3 separate regions of the Danio rerio genome follow, and all the other regions are linked to region 3. The links are chromatin contacts, called in public Micro-C maps. All regions are on one chromosome and are shown on one strand. Each heading gives the region's core, a stretch centred on a gene start, on an enhancer-like site or on the middle of the called end of the contact. The rest is flanking DNA. Distances are from core to core; before and after follow the strand shown.

Region 1 (3,314 bases), core at 52-2,551, 350 kb before region 3:
TTTGTTTACTTGCATTTTACAAATACCCAATGTCACTGGTTTTCAGTAAAATGTTCTTTTAGGATATACTGAAGAAACAAAGTCACCTACATCTTGGGTGGCTTGAGGGTCAGTAAATAGTACATTTTAATTTTCACTTGGTTCTGGATGATCTGACCCTTAATAAGACACACTGTAATAAAGATTACGCTGGACTTGTTCCTAAACAAATATTGTTTTGACTATACAGGCTGTATCTGGATCTACATGCTTCATACGAATGTGAACGTGGGTGTAAGGATAATGGCCTACATCATGCGTCTTGAACAACATTGTATCTACCAAAATGCAATACACAAACGGCATCAAACTCATTGTGTAGACAGCGACGAAAATTAGCTTTATGTAACTTTCATATGCCAATATCAGTGTATGCCAATCTGGTTACCATATGGTACATGAAACAATATATGTAATATTAAGACATTTAAAGGTATCGTTCAGTTTTTTAAACTCTGTTCACTGAACTACGTTTTGTTTTGAGAGTCTTGAGGGTCAAAGAGAGAACTTGGAGCTGCAGTGCAAGTCAAGCTAAATGCTATTGCATTACCGAAAACATGTGGCTTGATTTTATCTCAAAACGTCACCAATATATAAACAAAATATAATAATCATCAAAATTTAAGAATTCAGCTTCTTCTATTTTTGAAAGAGCTAATTTATAAGCATCGAAATGAGCGACAACTGTGGGTGATGGTGAGAGATAATATGCTAACGTTAAGCATCGACTATAGAAACAACAACTGAGAAAATAAAGCAAAACCACAATAACCTCTCGGTCTTTCAAGCCCAACAGCAGCACTTCCTCCATCAAGGTGAGTCTGGTTTCTTTGGAGTCGCCGCTGTCATCGTCCTCCGGCTCTTCTCCGCGACGAGGCTCGTAATCCTCGTCACCGGATCCGCGCTCTCTGTCTGCGGCCGCAGCGCTGCGCGAAGCCTCGGTGCGTCTTTGCACCAGGCCGGAGCTCCGCTGGGTCAAAGTACTCATCTCTCTCTCTCTCAAACACACTAAAACAAAACCTCCGTCCCAGACAACCCCTGTCTGAGAACACACTGCCTTATTCAGTCCGATGCATAAATGATTTCCAGGGCGAAAAGGGAAAACGAAGGTGTATATCGGGATTTGTTTTGGAAAGGGCCCCCTCGCGATCCCTACCGCGGACCGTCGCCGATTCCGTCAGGTTTAATATGGCGACCAGTCCAGACGTGACGGGAACAGCAGTGGATGTGGCATCCCAGTACTCGGGTTGTGTCCCAAAACCTGCCGAACTACATACCGAGACTACATTTTTCATAATATTTAGGTAGTATCTATTTAATTTAATTAACTAGCCCATTTTGTTAATTAACACTGTAAGCATTTTACTAAATTAAAGTGAAATAAGAAACGTTAATATTAATATTCAAACGTATTAATTGTGGCTAATAAAAAAACACAATTAAATATATATATAATTATATCATTTAAATGTCCTATATACAATGAAAAAAATTACACCAACACACAAATCAAAATCCTACTAAAACAACAAAAATGCTTTGTTAATATGCACATTCAAGTAGAATAACAATAAAATAAACATAGCAACAAAACACTGATCACGATTGCAAAGTACTGATCTATTTTTTTTTTATTTCAATCATATTTTGTGGACATAAAGTCAAAGGTACATATTTCTCAAGTGCGTATAAAAAGTATTTGCTACTTTTACATGAAAATAATAATCTCAAAATCAATGTTCCAAAATAAAGCAATATTTCATATACATCCAAGGCCAAACTCTGATAATGTGAACTTTAAAGTTAGTTATAGAAAAATATTTTAAAAAATGATACAGTGATACGTTTCTCATTAAGTTCACCTTGTCAAACACAAGAGCAGTGATGAACTGAAGTGAACAGAACCAGACTCTCATCTGACTGTTCAAGTAACAGTGACTGACTGGCAAAGAGCAGCAGTGCAAAACAAAAGTGAAAAATGCAAACAAAAACACAAAAATGGTCAGGAAACCGCTTTCTCCACACTTCTGCCAGCTGTTCAGTGCTTTCAGGAGCTTACATCAGTTTCAGTACATTACAACAGCAGAAAAACACAGAAAGTGATGCACAACAGACACTGAAGACAATATGTGACTGAAGTGCCTGTTAATTTGGGGCAGTAGTTCTGTAGGCACCGCAGAAAAACAGAAGAAAATGTGCACAAACGCAGATACTGTATGACAATAGCTTATGTTTCAATAGTTACAAGGATTAGCAGTTTATGATGATTTTTTTAATCTTACCGTATAAAATTATTTCTAATTTATTTAGTTTTATACACATACATTTGTTGTTGTTAGATCCATACATATATAGAGTTCCACACAAACACCACTGTTGTATCTGTGTAAGCACTGACTAAAATACCCATGGTGATGCTGATGCTTGGTTGATCTATATCATCACAAAAAAAAAAAGAATGGTTTGCATCACCAATATCATGTCCTTACAATTTCATTGTAATAAAGTTAGTAATATTTGTTTGTGCTCCTTTGTTCTAAAAGTGTGAACTGATCGCATAATGTTCTAAAAATGATAGCAGCTAAGGCTGAATGAAATAAAAGACAGCCTACTGATGGACAGATCCGATTCACACAAAACAATGTGTGTTTTACATTAGAGCACTGAAACTGATGTGTGTCGTTCTATACATCCTGTTTTCATATAATGGTCTTAAAAAAATCTAAGTTCTCCTTCACACATTCAACATTTATATAACTGAAGGTTGACAACATTTCAGAGTTCTCCCTGCCAGAAAAAGCTGAAAACAAGCTGGATTGAGCTTTTCTATTATTCAAAATAAGCTCATTCTGATCACTGTGATGGAATACTGTATGGAATGTTACTTGGTATCGATTTTAAAGGTTTATTAATCCAAAAATGAAAACTTGCTGTTGATATAATGACCCTCATGCCATCCAAAATGCAAAGGTGATTTTTTTTTCCTTCAGTAGAACAATGAAGATTTTTACTCAACCTATGGTACTTGCTGATTTTTAAAATGCATGTCAACAGCTAACAACACTTTGAGGGTGAAAAAAGACATATAGAGGCAAAACATTTAATATCTGTGGCTCCATGTGAAGCATAACTGAATGAAAAACAAACTGAACATTTTTTCCATATCCTTGAAAAACCAACCTGAGTGCCTCTGGAGTACAAGTTCCCTGTGCTTAACAAATCATCAGTAATCAGTAGGATAAATTTAGATTTTCCCGTATATGTTTTTTTAACAT
Region 2 (3,187 bases), core at 167-2,666, 310 kb before region 3:
TGCCTAGCAAATAAAAAAACAAATGTCATATATACATAAAAACAACACATTAATCGCCATATTTAAACTAAAACGTCGTTTAATGCATCATTTCCTTACCAAACGTTCACCTCAAGGTTTAAAGCGTTGCCCATCGCCTCCCTCCCCCTGCCCCCACCCGGACCCAGCAACAAAGGCATCGGGGCCAAATCCCACCATTACTGTACCACCACCAGCACTGCAGTCCCCATTAAACATCACGGCCCTTACCTGTACTGGGCCCCAGCACCATGGGTAAATCCAAAGTAGTTGCCGGTGGCCATTTTGGCATCTTCACCTAGCCGGCTGGGCACTGCAAAAAGACAGATTGGCGGAGGGTTAGCGGCTGTGCGCGGTGGCAACCATGATGAAGAGCCGTATCATGCAGTGGAAGAAAACACGCAGGACACCACGACGGATTACACCGTGACGACTCCCGCACACCCGCAACATGATCCTAATCACATCTTCTCTTGTCTAAAACCCATGAAATGTTTCGACACGCTTTTAAAATTTAGATTATACTCACCATAGGTGAAGGAGACTACTGGACATATGGGAATCATTGGTTTCCTATTCTCTAACGAACTCTGACTCGTATGCCTGCCTTTTTATATGAGAAGGTCGTACCAGGATATGGCGTTTGCTGCGCATGAGCAGTGTCTGCCGCCAGGGATGGGAAATGTAGTTTTGTCCAAAGTCATTTTGAAAGGTCAGTCAAACAAACAAATATTTTTTTGGATGTTTTTTTTTTTTACAAAAAGGAGTAATAGACCTGCCGATGTGATCATGTTAGACACATATACTCACACCTAAAACTATATGTGAAACTATTAAGACTCAATTAAGGAACTCAAATGATGTTAGTGTTGATTATTCATAAATTTACCATGCTACAATCAGTGATGGTATGCTAAATAAAACTGTTAGGCTACAATTTTACTATTATAAAGCCGTGGTTAATTTTGTGTAGGAACCAAATATGCCCTGGATGGTCTGAGGTAAGAAAATGAAATGCAATTTTAAATTTTTGTGTGATCTGTCCTCTTGACATCTGTCCCCTTGGTTTTTTATTTTGGATTTAGATTTATTAAAAAAACAACTTTTTTTATTGTTCCCGTTGTGTGTTATTATTGAACTTCATTCAAAACTTTACTACTTAACCGATCATTTTAGAAATACTTAAATAAACACTTATAATTATGTTCAATAAATATGATAAACACAAGCGTGAAAACGAGTCTGTATCAAACAAGATCTGTTTAAATTAGATAAGAACATTAGGTTCACAATTTTTATACACCGTAAAAATCCGACGCAATGCCGTCATTGATGCAAAACTACATCTCCCACAATGCTCTCTGAGATGTTATTAGCCATATGGTTGGTCCTCGATTCCTCGACTTCCCGCCGCTAAGCGTGACTGACTGTTGTAGACCACTGCTCAACCTTACATGTAAGTCACGTTCAATTCATGTTAAACTTGTTTTAGAAATGCACTCCTTAAACGAGTGCACAGCCACGAATAATTGCATTAAACGAGAGTTATACTGTTAACGCGTTTCTTAGTGAGGTGTTATTTAGGGCCTATATTTTTCCATCTTAGTTTTAGAGGATGCAGAGGCCCCGGTCAGCCCGGGGTTTGATTTGAGTCAGTCTTGTTAACCTAACAATTAAGCACTTAAATGTTGTCCAGTCTCGTCTGTGGGGTTAGATCGGGGAAACCTCAGTGATGTCTCATGTTGCATCTTTTTTACCAACATGACACTCATCTAGTATTTCTTTATTGGCTGCGCATCTGCTAGCTCTTATAAATGCAGGACTTAAAAATAAATATCTAACGTTATATATCTGCTGTATGTTACAGCTGGGAAATGTGGCTAGAAAATTATCACAGCTTGTAATAAACCAGTGTTCCGACAATATTAAGGAAGAACCTGGAATCTAAATTAATAAAATCTTTGATTTCTTATGAATATATTTGATAGTGTCCCTGGCAAACCGTTTTTACCCTACTACAGTGGATTGTTTGTATGTACACTATTGTTGTCAGTAACTAAAAGTAATGGTCACAGCAGCCTTTTGTGACACCTGTTCTGTGAGTATTTGTAGGTAACTTAATATAATATTTTGAGATGATTCAAACAAAAACTTTTATTATTTAGTTTAAAGGGAGGGTTCACCTTCAGGTTGTACAACATATGTAAGTGTCTTTTAGCAGTTAGAATATCTAAGATTATTAGCTGGAAATAAGTGATCATTCATGATTTATAACATGCAAATCGATCATTATCAACACTTTACAAGTAAAAAAACAAACATGGGTTAAACTAAATTTAAAGGGATAGTTCACCCAAAAATGAGAATTTCCTTACCCATTACTTCCACTCAAGTGAAACTAAACTAGCGTGATTTTCTTTTTCCTTTTTTTTTTTTTTTTTTGTTTTGTTTTGTTACTAGCAAAACAAGATATTCTGATCAAAATACTATGATTTTTTTCTCAGCCCCAGACATCACAGCAAGCATCATCTACAGACCTATGGCTAAAATTTTGATGCATATTTAATCTGTCCTCAGGATTTTCTTGGCTCAGAGTTAGGCTGAGGTGGTATCCTGAACATGATTTTGTTGCTACTTTAACAAACACATATTGCATTATTCTTGTAACCTTGTCAAATAAAAGATATGATTTGAATATGCTAAAATTAAATGTAATTAAATACATGACCAGTGCTTGAGCATCCCTCAGGGTCTTTGTCAAAAGGCTGAGGTGGTACAACATTTTAATAGAGGTGGTCGCATAGTTATTCTCTATGCAGGAAATAATATATATATATATATATATATATATATATATATATATATATATATATATATATATATATATAATGTGTATATATATATAATGTATATATATATAATGTATATATATATATATATATATATATATATATATATATATATATATATATATAATGTGTATATATATTTATATATATATATATATATATATATATATATATATATATATATATAATAAAGTTGGGTTTTTTAGTTGATTGTGTCTGCTGGATAAAGCAGTAAATAAATAGAAATATAAGCAAATTAGGCATGGGCCTATAAGTTACTGATGGAATGATAACCTTGGATAGAAATATCAGGGTTTGGC
Region 3 (3,059 bases), core at 541-3,040:
TTATTATTATTATTATTAGTAGTAGTAGTAGTAGTAGTAGTAGTATTATATTTGAGATGTCATTTTTAATTGACATTTTGTAACGTGTGTTAATTATTAGCCTGTCAAATTTTAATTATTTAAAAAATATTTCCCATGTGTTGTTTAACAGGGAGAGATTTTATTCATTTATGTATTTATTTTTTATTTCAGTAGTAATAAGGGCATATTAATAACTGTTCTAATTTGTAAATGAGAATATGAAATGTAAGCATTGGGTTAAACAGAGGTCTGATCAGGAACGAAAACCCTCAGTCAATAATCTGGTGATGGTAGATTAGCTCTGAGCTCCATCTGCTGGACAACAGACTGTAACTGTCATCCTGAAAAGCTAAATTGGTATGTTCACACTATAAAAACACTTAATCGTGAGACAAAATTCATTACAGTTCCTTAATGGTTCTCAAAGTTTTGGCTCCAAGACTTCATTTACAACATTTGGATGACTTTCAGTTGTTTAACATGTTAATCAGTTAAATGGGGCTTGGTATAGTTATGTATATAGTGTATACAACTATACACTACTATAATCATAAGCTGTATACTAAAACATAATATATATATTTTAGATATTTTTAATGATTTCCAACATCTACAAAGACAACATAAACAGTTGTTAATGTGTGGATTATAAAAAAGTTTTTATTTAACCATTTTAAATTCTCAAGGCTCCCTTAGAGTGACACGGTGGCTCAGTGGTTAGCACTGTCTCCTCACAGCAAGAATGTCGCTGGTTCGAGCCTCAGCTGGGTCAGATGGCAATTCTGTGTGGAGTTTGCATGTTCTCCCCATGTTCGTGTGGTTTTACACTGGGTGCTCTCCTTTCCCCCACTGTCCAAAGACATGCTATAGGTGTATTGAATGAACTAAATTGGCCATAGTGTTTGTGTGGGTGGGAATGTCAGTGTGTATGGGTGTTTCCGCTGTGTAAAACATATGCTGGATAATTTGGCGGTTTATTCCACTGTGGTGACCCTTGATTAATAAAGGGACTAAAAGCCAAGAAGAAAATGAATGAATGAATGAATGAATGAGGCCCCCTTAGAATTTTGCTGCCCCCTGGTGGAACACCACTAGCATAAACTAAATGGTCTCAAACTTAATTCCTGGAGAGCCACAGCTCTGCATAGTTTAGTTTCAACCACCTCCAACTCACACCTCTCTAGTAGTCTTGAATACCTTAATTAGTTGAATAAGCCATGTTTGATTATGGTTGGAGCAAAACTGTGCAGAGCTGCAGGCGACCCTCCAAGAACTGAGTTTGAGACCCATCTATGCTGTACAGCTTTTTTACTTCATCTTATTTGCCTTGGTGCTAAAAGGTTTGTTGGAATCACATTAGAGCTTACATGAGGACATACTCTCAGAAAAACAGTTTCAAAACACATTTCTAGTGGCGAAAGAGAGTACAGGAATCACACAATGCAAGTAAAAACGCTTCCAATATATCTGCGATATTTAGGATTAGATTATTGCAGATAACATTGCCACCCAAAAAGACTAATTAACAAACATAACATTGAACTAAAATGTTTATAAACAATTTGAACTGATTAACAGGATTTTACTTTTCGATGGCTAAATGATCTCCTCCTTGTGGAAAAATAATTATAATTTCGTTCACAGCGAAGGATTCTGTGGTTGATTACTGAATAACGGAAACTATTCCCAAAATATGGGTAAGGGGAAAAGCAAATCAGGGAACCTCAGAAGAAAATAAAAATGCACAAATGAACGACGTGACCCCTTTAACCAGCCTGTGTCACGTGACTCGACATCTCCGGACTAGCCAGGATGAGCGCAGCCAGAAAATGGCGGATATTGAGGAGTTACGGGTAGGCGAAAGTGCAATGATAGCTGGCTACTTCTTTGCGTCTTTCACATGCTGAAGGCATTTTGCAGTTGACGTTATGTTATGCTATTATGCCCGTCCGTTGGCCTTTGATGCGTTAGTTTCTTCATAGTTAAAAGAGAAACGCGACATCCCTCCGTTATTCGGGTTATGGTTAGCCTGTTAGCCACCAACCCGCTACTCGTTTAGCTCTCGAGATGCTACACAAACGTTGAAGATCAGCCTCAAAATGCCACTGCTTTTATTGCCACCATTGACTGCATGAAAACGCTTTATTATAATGCCTAACTGAACTTGACGACTGTTCGCTTCAGGTAAAAAGTTTTTACGTTCTTCACTGCTCGACTTGTTTTGGCTGGTCTTTTGTTAGCTAACGTTAGCGTCCGGCAGCTATTGACATTGTTTACATGTAACTTACACACAGGTGATGCTTGATTTATTAGAAGTGTTTGCAAGGGAGACATATGTTTAATCCAGCGTGTCCAGAGTCTCTTTGTGCGTGTAAATGAAAGTGAACGTGCGTTTTATATCATAATTGCTAAGTTAAACAATGGAAAATATACACACTGAGAATGTTGTTTACAAGCTCTAACTGTAAATAGTTTGCGGCAAACAAAACAAACTTGACTTCTGTTTCATATTTTCCTCAACATAAGCACTTTAGTAGTGTGATGCATACATCACTTTTCTGAAATTGAACGTATTCAGCTCCAACAAACGTTAACCATGCCATAAGAAAGGTATACTGTGTGTACTGGATACGTTAATGTTAGACACTTGCTGTTATATCTGTCATTACATAACTGACTGATTCATGCTGTCCTGTAAAGTGTTCAGAATTGTCCAGATTTGCTGTAAACCAAGTTTCCCGCCAGCAGTTCTGTTGATTTCTCTTGAGATCAACGTGAACATCTGTTTTGTTCTTTGTCATGTTCTCGATGTTCATCTAATGGGTCTTGGAATTATTCTCAACATTTTAGATGCATTTCGGTCATTTGTTAAGGATTATTAAAGAAAAAAGGATTAACACGTAAGAACAATCAAGCATGGACCGTGTAATGAAGGGTCAGTTGAGATTTTCTTATTTCTTTGGGGTTTCTTGAAAGGGTGTTTTTTGGGTGGGCTGTCACCTCACTTCACACATAATTCTTTGTTAATTAATCTGGTT

The links. Hi-C and Micro-C count contacts between places; a contact is called where the count stands out from the background.
Region 1: a Micro-C map of caudal fin shows a contact between it and region 3, with 6 times the contacts expected there. The contact joins the promoter of golph3a here to the promoter of pias2 in region 3. A contact is called at or near these places in 1 of 18 Hi-C or Micro-C datasets (caudal fin) and 1 of 4 datasets of contacts at active chromatin or transcription factors (embryo).
Region 2: a contact with region 3 is called in a Micro-C map of caudal fin, with 4 times the contacts expected there. The contact joins the promoter of sub1b here to the promoter of pias2 in region 3. A contact is called at or near these places in 4 of 18 Hi-C or Micro-C datasets (caudal fin, embryo, hematopoietic stem cells and 1 more) and 2 of 4 datasets of contacts at active chromatin or transcription factors (embryo and gastrula embryo).

Annotation. Positions count from the first base shown.
Region 1 is chr5:42,022,033-42,025,346 of GRCz12tu, forward strand. It overlaps golph3a (golgi phosphoprotein 3a), which reads right to left and starts at 1,302. Exons shown (of 3, transcript NM_001006105.1): 1 at 812-1,302. The coding sequence starts at 1,027. It overlaps mtmr12 (myotubularin related protein 12), which reads right to left. Exons shown (of 16, transcript NM_001113613.1): 16 at 3,227-3,314.
Region 2 is chr5:42,062,543-42,065,729 of GRCz12tu, forward strand. It overlaps sub1b (SUB1 regulator of transcription b), which reads left to right and starts at 1,417. Exons shown (of 5, transcript NM_001002505.1): 1 at 1,417-1,474. zfr (zinc finger RNA binding protein) reads right to left here and starts at 626. Exons shown (of 20, transcript NM_199558.2): 1 at 548-626; 2 at 250-331. The coding sequence starts at 584.
Region 3 is chr5:42,367,962-42,371,020 of GRCz12tu, forward strand. pias2 (protein inhibitor of activated STAT, 2) reads left to right here and starts at 1,791. Exons shown (of 15, transcript NM_001326481.1): 1 at 1,791-1,874. The coding sequence starts at 1,851.